Regions from separate parts of the Oryzias latipes genome. Here region 1 is linked to region 2. Evidence: chromatin contacts called from public Hi-C data. All regions are on one chromosome and are shown on one strand. Each heading gives the region's core, a stretch centred on a gene start, on an enhancer-like site or on the middle of the called end of the contact. The rest is flanking DNA. Distances are from core to core; before and after follow the strand shown.

Region 1 (7,058 bases), core at 252-2,751, 230 kb after region 2:
GAAAGGTGGTGTTCAGGGAACAACCTCCATCTGAACACCACCAAAAAAAAAGAAACCGCTCTGGACTTCAGAAAAGGCAGAGTGACCCACCCCCACTGCAAATAAAAGGGACAGTGTAGATAAGGTCCACTTGATTCAATATCTGGGTTTGCAGATCACCAAGGACCTCTCTTGGACTGGAAGGCCCAGCAGCGTCTCCACTTCCTGAGAATACTTAGGACAAACAGCCTGAAGAAGAAGACCCTCTACAGAGCCACCATATAGAGAGCCTCCAGATGTCCTGCATCACAGCGGTGTACGCAGGATGCTCGGCTGTGGACAAGAAAGCTCTGCAGAGGGTGATCGACTGCCCGGCCTAGAAGACATCGCCAGCTCTCGCTATATAAGCTGAGCCAAACATATAATCAAGAACTCCTTCCATCCCAACCACCACCTTTTTTAACTGCTGCCCTCAGGCCAGCGGTACAGATCTCACAAGGCTCACACCAACAGACGGAAGAACAGTTTCTTCCCCAGAAACAGTCAACCTGCTAAACAAAACATGAGCCTTCAAAAAAGACCAACAGCACTACTGTAACAACTGTAAACTTACCAAATCCTGTGCAATATTTAGCACTTCGGAAGTGCACAATAAGGTTTATGTGCAATGCATGTACATACATGTATATATATATATATATATATATATATATATATATATATATATATATATATATATATATATATATATATATATATATATATATATATATATATATATACATATATATATATATATATATATATATATATATACATATATATACATATATATATGGGCACAAAAAAAGTTTTTTTTTTTTTATACCACATGGACATGTGTATACAGTATATATATGTATGGTTCTTTCTAACGCTTTTATTTAATATATATATACTTCTTTTATTTTTTATTGTCTAAACAGCTGAAGAGTGCCAAGATTTTCGTTGTCACAAGCTTCTTGCGCAACAATGACAATAAAAGGATTTCTGATTTTCTGATTCTGATTTGTGAGAGTTAACAATGGTAGAGGCTGCATTGGCAAGGTCAGTGAGAATGTAGCTTTAGACTTAGACTGTCTGGAACAGAATCTGCATCCAGCCAGCAGATCCAGCTGCCATGTCACCGTACAGTAAACTGGGACACAGTGTAACATGATTACTTAAATTAGAGAAAATGTAAAATTACACCAGTTCTTGATTTTGCAAGCTTGAGCGTATTGAGATCTCAACAGGGTTTGAGCAAAGTTTGGGGCATTGGGGAAGGACAGTAAAGGGATTGAAGATGAGCGGGTGTCAGGAGAAAGAAGGGAGGAGCAGAGAGATTGAGCGTAACAAGCAAGCACAAATAAAGCCTGTCTCTTTCTTTTTTTTTTCCTCCCCTCCCCTCTTTGTCTCTCCCTCTCTCAGCATTACAGCAGCATTAGAAGCTGAGCAGCTCAACTGTTCCAAGATGTCAGAACTACAAAGCTCGATTGAATGAGGGAATGTGGGGCCCAGGGCAGCGAGGGAGTCTGGAACAGCTGGCTTAGTTGTGGGGCCTCTTGTTCCCCGCTCTGCAGCCGCTAGCTAGCGGGACATGACAGAGATTTCTAACCGGGGGGGGGGGGGCTGTACGTGCTACGGTTTGTGCGTGGAGCTTGGATTTAGAGAATGTTTCCATCTTTACAGAGTATAGGGGATGACATGGGGATCGCCAGCCAGGTCCCCCCTGACCACAACTGAAGGGGGGGATGGGTGGGGAGCGAAGGGAAGATGTGGCAAAAGAATCACGTCTTTTATTTCACTTCAGACAAAATGATTGATCAAGATGAGTTGGATCATTATCCAGCAGTTATAGAATAATGTATAGAAATAAAAGATTTTAAATGCCACTCTTCCGAACATACATGTTCTACTTGCACACATGTGGTTACAAATTCTCGTTCTGCATGAAAATTACAGGGAGAGGACTCTTGTGGCTTCATTTGCCTCTTTGGTGTCAGAAATGGGACTTATAACGGAGAAAAAAAATTGAAACTATTTTGTGAACACAAGCAGGCTACGTATACGCTACGGTTAACCTTAGGTTAAAGCTTTATTTTGTTTAGAGCTAAAACACGAAAGATGTCGGAGTTGAAGATAAAATGCTGGCAAAGACGCAGCAGCTGGAAGGAAACAAAGAAAGCAGCTGTGCTGCACTTGGCGATATAGAAAATCCACTTGAAAATTCCCAGCACAAACCTAAAACTGACACCAACATTCAGTAAACACAGTCATAAGAAAGCATTCAGCCACTGTAATGTATGATTTTCTCTGTGCTTACACTTTATAATTTTTTGCCCCCTTAATTTTTTTTTTTTGGAAAGTTTTTCTTGAAATTAATAGATTCCGTTACGTTTAAAGACCCACACTAATAAAAATTGTGTTTTTTTGTGTTTTTAACATGTTCTTGTGGCCCTGCTCCATTCTGATGCATCCGTTTACAGACAAACAGATCCGCGTACGTCTTTGTTTTCCTCGTCATAACTGTTATCTGGCTCCAAACCGTACGGCTAGATAGCTCCAATATTGTTTCTTTTCTTTTTCTGGGAACACTTTTAGAATAGATCAAGAGAGGAACGGAGAATGTCTTTAAACACGTGTATGATCTGCACGATCCGGTCCACATAGGCCAAAACAAAACAACAACGCTATGTTGAAGTGCAAATTTCAAAAGGGCAGAGAAAGACATCCCATTTTAGAGCAAAAGTTTCCATTCGAGGACGCTGAATAAATGAAGCCAAAAGCAGCTTCCACACAACCAACATAAAAATATTACTTGGAGGAGCTTAGAGGCATCCAGCTGAGATGTAATCTGCTTTCAATGAGCTGTAATTAAAACTATGAGTCAATTCTGTTTCACCTATGGAGTAAATATTTAACTGCAAAACAGACATTGACAAGAGCAAAAACTAAATAAATAAAAGCAAAGAAACATATATTGAGATAGAAGGTGATGGGGAAAAACTGCTTTATTAAAGATAAGCCTGAATTCATTCCTCTGGCCTAGAAACAGACCAAACTATCAAGACAAATCCTGTAATCTGTCAGCTGCTAGTCTAATTGAATCGATTAGTTCAAAAGGGGCCCAAGTCCAAGAGGTTTGTTTTTCCAGCAAATTATTTTAATTGCATAGGGAGGCTACACCAAATGATTAATACTTTACCCAGATTTAGCACCAGTTCGTAGCTTACAAATGCTATAATATGAAGAGGACTAGCAAACTAATGTCTCTGGACTTGGGCCCTTCTTCAATTAAACAGGGGCGCTGCCATTTTGGATAACTAGTGCTACCATCTATGGGATAAAGCAAAACCCATGCAAGAGAGGCCAAAGTCCAGGAATTTTGCACTTAATGCATTTTAAATGTCAAGCATGGTCAATACATTACAACTGACTTGGGACTTTTTTTGCACATAATCAGATAGCTTTTCCCTTGAAGACCATAGAACATATAATATCTCTATTTTGAAAAATTTTGGACTTGGGTCCCTTTTGAACTAACAATCAGGAACAGAACTACTGTTCCCGATTGAAGGCAGCTGCTTCAATGCAGAGCTGTAACATCAAGAATCAAGCATGCACTCATGTCTGCAAGCCTCTCTACACCCCTTTCAAATATGTGCAAAGAAAGTGTATGTGAAAACATACATGAGTAACATAAAGAAGCAATCCGAAATGCTCTCTGTTCTAAAGCAACCTCAGACGCACTCATGAAACTCCGTCAGTCATTAAACTGCAATGCAAGAACCCTGAACAACGACAACCGTCCGTCACGAGCGGCTGAAGTTAGTCGGAATGTCCTGCTATGCACATCAATGACAACTTTTGCATCTGCAAAATGTTGGAATAGAAGCGTATTTATGGAAGGAAATGATGTTTTTCCTCAAAAGGAGCTTCGACTGACCATGCAAGCTTTTGTCTCACCATATGTGGACATAGTTTGTGAGGAACAAAAATGTCAACACTGAACATTACAATTTTCCATTGCTGGAGCGTCTTAATGTGCTCAACAAGCAATAAATTGTTGAGAATATATGACATCAAAGAGCAAAATAATCTTTTCTCATCGTAAACAGGGCAAAAAAACTGAAGAAATCTCAAAATGCAAAATCTTTCATCGAATATAGATTTTTAAAAATATTTAACAATTTCCACTTATAAAGAAAAGGGACGAGAGGATTTATTTAGAAAGGGGGTCTGGTTTAGCTCTGCATGGCCCGACTGATGTGATGATCTGAAAACATCCGTTGGGGATGTCTAGCACTTTGAAACCTAAAACCCTGGAGCCACCCTATACATATTAGACATATATAAATATATAATGGTAACACTGAGTGAAGCAATAGGACTCATTTCCTCACTTTATTATTGCACACTGAACTTTCATAAAGACAGCAATCTTACACAATTAAGACGAGAGCAAACAAAAGAGGAAGCGTTCCTCTGTGGGGAAGAGAATGAGAAACACCAAGAGTAACAGGAACACATCTGGAAAACCCAATCATCAATCAGACGAACTTTGTGAAAATATACTTCAAGGTCAATTCTTGGGAGAAAGCAATGTAAAAATTAAAGCCTCGTATGACCCAGAGGCACGACTGGCCGTCGCCGCCTCCTTTGACCCACCCTCACTAGCTGAGCGGCTGCTTACCAATTAAAAAAAAAGACACTTCTCCCAAAATGGCAGCCTTTCTGTTGGTTTCATCTCCATAGCAACTATTTCAGTTTTTGGTTGTCTCGGGTTGACGAACAGGTCAATGTAATTTCTAGAAGAATCGGCAAAGGTAGATTTTTGGATTTCCTTGGCAACAGGGGATTTTTGTTAACCACGCCAACATTCCTAATATGTCCATATCATATGTCTTATAGTTTTGTTCAGCTTGAACCGACAATTCATGTATTCATGCAACAGGGACACACCACTTTTGTGAACTCGCCACACAAACGCTGTGCAAAATCTACGACTTCTAACACCAACATTTTTTCCAAGTAGCTTCCCACAGATGCTCAAGGAGTTAGGAGGTGATTGACCGAAATTCCTAAAAAGGAGTTAAAATTTTTAGAAGGTACATCTTTTTATTCAATTTAATCTTCCCGAGATTAACCCTAAAACAATTTCGCTTTAAAATGTTACATCATCACTTTTGCCGGTTAATTTCTACCCGATATAGTATAGCCAACAGAAAGTACTTGTCATAAAAAATAGATCAAAACATGTTAACACCTGATAAATTAAAGTATTTTATTTTCAACTGTGGTATCTGTAACAAAATGAAAAGGAAAAACATATGAAGTTCATGAAAAACATGCTCAAAAAATAAGATAATAAATTTGGAATTTAAGAACAAAAAATTTCTACAAATCATAAAATGATACTGGAAACTTGGTCTTTGGTCCACCCATTCCTGGGACCTGTGAGACTTCCCTGGTGAAGGCACAGACTCCTTGACACACGACATATTGAAATTCATGTAAATAGTTTTGCTTGGGTGAATATCACCCGGCGATAGTGCTCTAGGGTTAAAGGTCAATGAAACTATGATTGTGGTTGTAGACTCAACTGGGTTGTCTTTTTCCATATTGGCCCAAAAAGTGTAAATTGCCATTGTGCCACAAAATGGTTGCCAAGCTGTAGGTTCTGTGGCCATCCCATAATGATATTAGAACTTCCTCTGGACATCCCAGACACGTGTGTTTTGGTTTCGTTAGTAACTTTTTTTGAACCCCTAGAGATTTTGGCCCCATTCTTTTTTGGATGGTTTCTCCCGCTGTGATATCATCATTTTTTTGGGTGGGTCGTTTATTATACCAAATCTTTTTTTTTGTGCTAGGTACTAAGTGCACATTTTGGTGAGTTTTGAGTATGTGCCAGGGGTGAGATTTTTACTCAAAGTTGCAGCAAGAAAGAAGACCTTTGGAAAACAGACTGGTCCCTCTGTGCAGGACGGCTGGGGGACAGAATATAAAGGAAAATTAATACTATTGAGATGATGTGACCTCACCTTTTTTTTATTTTTGTGCAGACCAGACAAGGAGAGGCTGTTGAATGTGAAAAACAAAACGGTTTGCACAATAAACATCTTTTCAAATTTGTGGGAATGTTGGAGACATCTGCAGTGACTCTTTTTGAAAATGTAGGATCACAGAGGCATCTTTCTTAAACAAATGCCCTGGCAAAAGCAAATGGCACCAAGACCACATAAAGGGGATCCTTTTTTCCTCTCTAGGACTGAAATACGGGCAGTCAATCGTCCATCCAAGGAAACCCAACCAAAATGCCACTTCAGGATCCCAAATCTCCACAATGAGTCAATTGTGCTTCTTGTCGGAGTACATGAAGCCAAGGCATTTGCTGACCTCGCTCTGACTCTGGAGAACGCGGGTACAAAATGACAGTCCATCTCTGTCTACAATGGTAGTGACACATCAGTCTATGACTGTCTTTGTGGTACTTTCTGAGTCTGCCAGAGGGTGGCCTGATTTAAAGCAAATGTCATGTGACCAGAAAAAGACGAATTGGACTAATGTGGTGGCGTATATTCAGAAGAAGTCAGGATGTGGTATTCATACGTATGCAGGTTGCATTTTGTTGATGACTCGTGACGCAACATCAGGTTTTGTAAACTTTAATCGGCGTTGTAGATGACCTCACATCATCTACAATCTAAAAATTAAAAATGATGTTAGAATTTCAACTGTTTTATTTTTACATAGTGAACAAGGGGACCTTGGTTTATCAAGTTGACTGGTTCAAGGACGTCTACTTGAGATCAATTGCCAATGGAAATAAGATGCAAAGTAAGAAAACAAAAGCTTTGGTTGTTTTTGAAAATGGGCTTCAGTTTGATTCAAAGCAAAAATAATCTGCAGTGAATTTATCCTCTCATCCCTCATTACCGCATCCCCCCGTGGATTCTTCTGGAGGAGACACTGGAAGAGTGAGGCTGTTGAGGATACCCACCTCCCTCTTCTCCCTGCACTGCCTCAGGAATGCTTTTCTTCTGCTCCCCTTAGCC
Region 2 (7,057 bases), core at 4,517-7,016:
CACAAAAACACGTCACTTCTGAGCTGCAACAAAAAAAAAAACAACCTCCAATGATCCACAACCCACTTACAGCTTCAGGCATAGGCACCTCCAGCTGTGTACCTCTGGGTGCACGGATGGCTAATAGTGTGTCACCTGTGAAAAACAGAAAAAAGGTTGAGTGAGATGAGATTGTGCAGGAAAATAAATGTCCAAAAGTGCAAGTGGAGACCGGTTACCTTTGAAAACGCTGCAGAGGTCTTCATGTTTCACATAGGCCATTGTATGAATGCGTTAAGGTCTTACAGGCATGGAAACGGGATTCTCCTTCAATCTGAGAGCATTTTTACAACTTCCTGTTTGAAGCTCTGAACTGAAAGGTTCAATACTTGAACACTAAAAACAAGAGGAGACTCAAAAAGTGATACCATAAGACAAAAAGATCAAGACTCCAATGAAAACTGTGTTTTTAACATTCTCTTCTGTTGATGGGAACATATTTAAAGCAAATGAAGCTTTAAATTGAAGTTCTGGGTATTTGTTTGTTCAAATCGTTGTGAAAAAGATCATATTTGTGACACAGAAAACACGCTGGGCGGGCCACAAGCTCCCTGCTCCGCCCACGAAACGAGGAGAGAAGGAGGGGCGGTGTTTCTCTGCGCCAATGGTCCCGCCCACAACTTAAGAGGTGAATTTTTAATGAACGCATGCCGCTCTGCAGAAACTATATGATAGAGAACGCCTAAAAACAGCATCATCATAACTAAAAGACCACTGGAAACGCTTTGAAAATAGATCAAAACATGACCCGAGTGGGACTTTAATCTCTCAATTATAAGTGAATATTTTTTATCCAATCCTAAAATCATAATTTTGTTTAATTACATCATTGATGTAATCAGATTACATTAATAATATCCACAGATTTCAGATAGAGCCTCACGCTACAGATTCTTCAAACATGAAGGGACTAATATAAATTATTACCGCTTATGAGCAGTTTAGGTTTCACCGACTCCAATTTTATCTTAACTTTGTGCACTAGAAATGTCACAATTTAACGCTGTTTAGGCTTTAATGAAACGTTTGAGCATCTAAACCACTTAAAGGTCTCCTAAAAAATGTAGCTGAAGTCTTTATGACATGTGCAGAATGGTAAAGTCTGCATTTTTTAAGGCAAACACAATAAAAACAATTTTATTGACCATCAAATGTCCTTTAGTCATCAGAGGTTTTAGTTTTTTCTCATCTGGAAATAATTTTGGAGAGTGAGACCAGAAGATTTACTTGACTCTATTAACAAACACATAATTAAATATTACAAGTGCTTCTCCCTTCAAAAAATACCAAAGCAGGTATGAGTAAATATATATAAATGGCTTCTATTCAAGGATATGGGCTGTTGTTGGAGTCATCTGTGACATTTTTGATGCTCTGTTGGACCCAGACGCGCTGCTGGTCCAGTTCATGTTCCCTGAGAGCCAGGTCATCCAGCTCCGCCTTCAGATCAATCAGCTTATCAGCGATTTCTCTGGTGTTGCAGCCCGGACCGACACCCCTGAAACACAAGCGGGTTGCTTTCAGCCAGGCAGAGAACAGTCACATTCAAACACAAGCAGAGATAAATTGCTGTCCTCCGTTTCTAGTCTGGAAAGAAGACAGATGCTGCTGCACAGGTGAGAGGCCAGACTCTGATGGAGGTTCTCATGCCGGATCACCGCTTCCAGCGGACACAGGGGTTTGGCAGAAGACTCCTCTTCCAGACTGAGACCAAACCTGATCCAAAACCTGTGACTTGTTATGGTAATGAGTGGTCCAGAGCAGAACTGACAGCTGCGATTCAGCTCCAAGGGAAAGTACATACAAATCTGTTTTAGTACTGTATTATTTGGAGTATAAGTCTCTTATTTTTAGCATAGTTTGGCCAGGGCTGCAGCTTACACTCAGGAGTGTTCTGCAATTAAAAAAACAAACAAAAAGAAACTCCGCAAAAGATGAAAATGCACTCACTTCCACTGGATACTGTTCTTGGATTTCTTCTCTATTAGACCAATACCTTCCAGCACGTTGGTGATGTCATAGATCCGCCGTTTCTGTCGCACAGCTAAGGTATCTGCAGCCTGAACAACAGGAGAAACACTTTTACCATACAAGAAAAAGATTTCAAAAGAGAAATTATTCCAACAGTCTGTTCCACCCATCAGTGGGATGTTTCATATAAGTAATACATACAATTCCTCTGACCATAAAACATGTTCAATCTTTTTACAAACACCAAACAATGACATTCTTTCTGCTCTTTTTAAAGCGTATGTGAACTCCAATGAAACCATTTTATTAATGTGATTGCTGCTTGATTCCTTCAGACTGATAAAGAAATGAATGATGTGTGTAGTACAACAATAATGCCCCAAAAGAACGGAACATTTACCAACCAGCTTGTACCGGTTTAACAACAACAAACAAAAGGTAATGAATCCCGTTGATCTTTATCATCATCTGGGTATCAAATGCCCAGATAAATATGACTGAATTTTTTTTTTTAATACTGGAAATATGCCGCTATTTGTTACGTTTTAATCTAATTATTAATAAAAGTTCCATTTTTTGTTTTTTAGATATAAATTGTTTTGATAAATCCAATCCATTATTATTATTATTATTATTACTATTATTATTATTCTAAACCAAAGAACTCAAGCTTTGAAAGGACTTGATTAACCTGAAAATCGAGTCTTAAATTTGTGAATGTTACTCAAATTGGTTAAATGTTTTGGCCGGATCCCCAGTCCTGTAACCGGCCCGGCTTCTTGGTGATTTACACGGCAACATTGTGGAAAGTGCTGATACGTCTAAACTTAGCAAAAAGGGTTGCAAAGTGAAGTCAGTTGGAAAGAAAAAGAAAAAAAATGTGTGCACGTGCGTGGAGTGTTTTATCTGCGAGGTGCAGCGCAGCTTAGAGTATCAGCAGACACTATATCAACCCAGTCACACAAGAAGGAAATGATCAGGAAGACAGACTCAAAAAGAGAAGAAGCAGAACTCTTCATACATAATGTAATGCCTGAATGGTCAAAATGACAGTTAAGAAAATAACAAAACAGAATCAGTGTGTTGTAATTTAAATGATTTTAGACTCAAGTGTCTCTCTTCTATGACTGTTATAGAAAAATATGTACATTAGGGGGGAAACAATCAATCCACTTATTTGATAAATTGATTTATATTACTACGATCCAACCAAATAAATCTGTCTGAGGCAAGTTGCTGATCCAAGCGACCTATACCATTAAAAAAAAATCCTTTCAAAATGTAATAAATTAGTTATATTGGAAAATACCATTTGGATTGAGGCACGTTAGGTTTATTTACTATAATGTAAAATCGACCATCACAGCAGACAACACACAAGTGATATCAGCAAAAACTGATCAACCGTCATTCCAGTCCAGTTTGTGGAAAAACTTTGAATTTAGCAAAGACATGGTCCCATCCAGTGGGCTAGAATGTTCTAAGAATGTTACATTTTTTAGGGTGTATTGATCCTTTTGAACAATTCGGTTAATATAATAATTTGTGGTTGACAATACGATTTATAGTAGATATTTGTTCATTTTGAACGATCCGATTCACTGACCTAAAATAGATCCAGGACATTTTTAGCCAAAACATCAATCAGTGGGACTCAGAGAGAAATACCTGGTACTGAACAGCACAGCGGAGGTTTTCCAGATTCCTTGCAAAATAACCAAGCGTAAATTAAATAAGTGTACAAACACACAAACAAGAATGAATGGCAAATCTAGACACAATAAATCACTAATTTATCGTTATCATGATATGATATATCATGCAAAAGTCTGCAAAAATTGCAATAAATCGTAACCTTAAGAGTGCTAAAACAATCTCATAGCAGCTTGAAGTATTTAATGAATCAAATAAATTCATTTAAACATTTGACCAATCAGATGGAGCCTTTCACGTGGTTGACCAATGGGATGGAGCTCTTTTATGTTGGCCTCCTATGTAGACGAGGGGCAACTCTTATTTAAATTAAAACTGTTGCAGTGAAATGGAAATTATGGTTTTGATCGTTTTGCTATTTGTTCATGTATCGCAAGTTATATCCTCATCGCAATGTTTATCACTAATATCGCATACCGCGAGTTTTCCTCATTATATCGTGCAGCCCTAGTCAAATCCATTCACATTTTTGGTTTCATCAAGTTGCGACATATGACCACACTGTATGGTCAAAAATTATGTTTCCACACATCGAGCCGTAATGATGGTTGGTCATGCTTTGCTGCCGTCACATGCGTGTTGTCTACTGTGATGCACTCGGTTATTTTTACAGTTATGGTCAAATAAACCTTCAGAACCTCAATCCAAATGGTGTTTTCCTATATCCATATAATTGATTTATTTCATTTTGAAAGGATTTTATAATAATAAAACACGTTGACTCAATTAACAACTTGCTTCAGGTCAATCTGGTTGGATCGCAGCAATATAAATCGATTTACTGATTATTCGTAACAACCCTATCTATGGCAAAAGTGGGCTGAACTTTGACACTAAAATGGGAATTACTTGTTTGTTTGTTAAGCCATTTTATTTACATTTACAAGAAATACAAGTGACACTGTTCAGTACCCATTTATTTATCTCTGAGTCCCACTGATTGATGTTTTGGCTAAAGATGTCCCGGACTATAAATCATGTCGTGAAGCACAAATTATAAAGTGGATCAAATTGTTCAAATAAATCGTAACACCCCTAATGTAAAAATATGAAAAGTGCAAACGTTATATATTTTTTTGTATTTGTAGAAAACTATTTGAGCTTTTACATCAAACAATGTGGGACTTTAGCAGAATCCCAATAGTAAACATTCCTGCATTAAAGCTAGTGATGGAAATGTGGAAATGTGGCCCCTGTACTGTGAAAAACAAAGCTAGCCTAATTTAATCAACATCTGTGCGAGTACTACTTCACGCTTTGAGTCATTTCTGAAAAGCAACATTATAAACGCATGTCGTTCGTGGACAAAGACGCAATCAATCATAAAACAAACTTGCTCAAGTGTGAAGGTGCAGTGGCTTTAACTGAGAGTAGAATGACAAAAGCTGACCCACTTTCTAAACTTTGAATCTGCAGGGGGGCAGAGAGTCGAAAAAAGTTGACCGGTGTTCTTGAAATTCACTTCGTTTCTTCACTCAGAAAGGCAAAAATCTGCACCATAAAATATTAAATGTGATTTTAATTGTAAAAGTGGTGAACTAAAACAACAAACTTAGAAGGCAAAGCTATCTTTCATTCAAATTAGCCTGTCACACAGCTAAGCTAGGCTAGCATGCTAGCTAGATACCATGTAACTTAACGACTGCGGGCTGGCTCAAAGTGACATGTGCTAGCTAACAACAAAGAGCTCACAGCTTTCAGATCCAGGACTCCGTCCTTCGCCTCTTGTAATAAAGTGACGAACTTCGTCGTGAGCAAGCCCAGGCTCTTCTCGTGCCTGCTCGGCGTCTGCGGTTGCAGCGAGTCTCCCACGGTTCCCGGGTCGCCTCTGTTACTGGCCGTCTCCAGCTCCATCATTGCTCCGGATCAGCTCCGTACTTCCCCTCTTCTCTTGCCTGCTTTCCGACTAAATCCAGCCAGCGAGCCCAAGAAAGAAAGCTCCACCGCCGCAGTTCGAAACACACACGCGTGGATGGTGTGGTGCAAATTTACGAGTCAATACTAGCTGCTTTTCTGAAAATAACTGAGCAAAATCGAGCTGAAGCAGCGAGTATGGAAATTCAATGAAGGAGCAGTCGGTGGAGAGCCGTTGGCCACGCGAGGTATGACGGGACGGTGCTTTCGTTTTAGGGACCGTGTGCAAATGTTCATGAAAAAATAAAACCACGTAAAAAATACATTTGCTAGCACGAACATGTATTTCTAGTGATTTATTTTTAATGTAACATTGAAAAAAGTATGAAAAAAGACGGTTAGTAGTTTTTCTATTGCGATTTTAGGGGAAGTATTGGTTGCAAGAATTTTTGGTAGAGGAGAAAGTTTAACTCGAACTCTTAGCAACTTAAACTTGAAGAAAACGCACTTCCACGCGCGCACACGCAGGCACCGTTCTTCAAATGAATATTTGAAAATTATTTTCCCCTCTAAAGCTTTTCTTCCAAACCACATTGTCATTGACTGAAACATTTTCAAGGTTGCAAAGCAGTGCGAATTAGTGTACTGTGTAAACATTGGTTTGTAAATTAAATATTTTGAATTTAACTATTTGAGTTCAGTATTGCATCCTAACGACTTTATTTTTTTTAACCACAAAAATGTTACCACATAATTTAAGTTTAAAAGTTATTATAGGGGTGTAACGATTAATCGACTTAATCAGTGAAACAATTTTATATTTCTACATATTTTCTAGGGCAGTTGTTAATCTATTATCTATTCAAACTATTATAAAATCTTTTCAAAATTAAATAAATCGAAAATGTCAAGATTGGAAAATAGCATTTGGAGACATGGTAGGTTTATTTTACCGTAACATAAAAGCGACCAAGTGCATCACAGCAGACAACACATATGTGGTGGCAGCCAAAAAATAAAAAAGAATGTTACAGTCCAATGTGTGGAAACACTTTGAATTGTGTAAAGACATGTGGTCATGTGTTACAACTTTATGAAACCAAAATTTGAATGGATTTTCTTTTAATTTTTGTTTACTTGTTTATGTGTACACATCAACTCTACACTTGCCAGAAGTATCAGAGTACCAGAGTCACACTGGTTTAAAAGTTTTGGCTAAAAATGTCCTGGCTGGATTTTAGGTCAGTGATTGAACTGGATCGTTCAAAATGAACCAATATTGGCTATTAATTGTATCAGGAACAGCAAATCATGATATAAATTGATTTGTTGTTAAAATGAACCGCTACACCCTGAACTACATATCTTTAAGTTTATAAGTTACTTGATGCAGTAAAATTTTTTAATTTAACTACAAGATGTTAGAAATGTGCATGTCTTTCACAACCTCACCTTGCAGAGTTTGGCTGTTCTCCCCAGG

What was found. Hi-C and Micro-C count contacts between places; a contact is called where the count stands out from the background.
Region 1: a Hi-C map of fibroblasts shows a contact between it and region 2, with 4 times the contacts expected there. The contact joins the enhancer-like site here to the promoter of c6h12orf4 in region 2. A contact is called at or near these places in 3 of 5 Hi-C or Micro-C datasets (embryo and fibroblasts).

What each region holds. Positions count from the first base shown.
Region 1 is chr6:28,380,165-28,387,222 of ASM223467v1, forward strand. No RefSeq gene overlaps it. Among protein-coding and RNA genes, the nearest start is that of LOC110015270, 24 kb to the left of the region's middle. Within about 2 kb of position 1,502, at least 2 of the 8 cell types and tissues checked have an H3K27ac peak or open chromatin away from gene starts, as enhancers often do.
Region 2 is chr6:28,150,588-28,157,644 of ASM223467v1, forward strand. It overlaps c6h12orf4 (protein C12orf4 homolog), which reads left to right and starts at 5,767. Exons shown (of 14, transcript XM_023956058.1): 1 at 5,767-5,825. It overlaps e2f4 (transcription factor E2F4), which reads right to left and starts at 5,660. Exons shown (of 11, transcript XM_004069835.4): 1 at 5,416-5,660; 2 at 1,990-2,099; 3 at 1,376-1,537; 4 at 219-262; 5 at 71-135. The coding sequence starts at 5,580.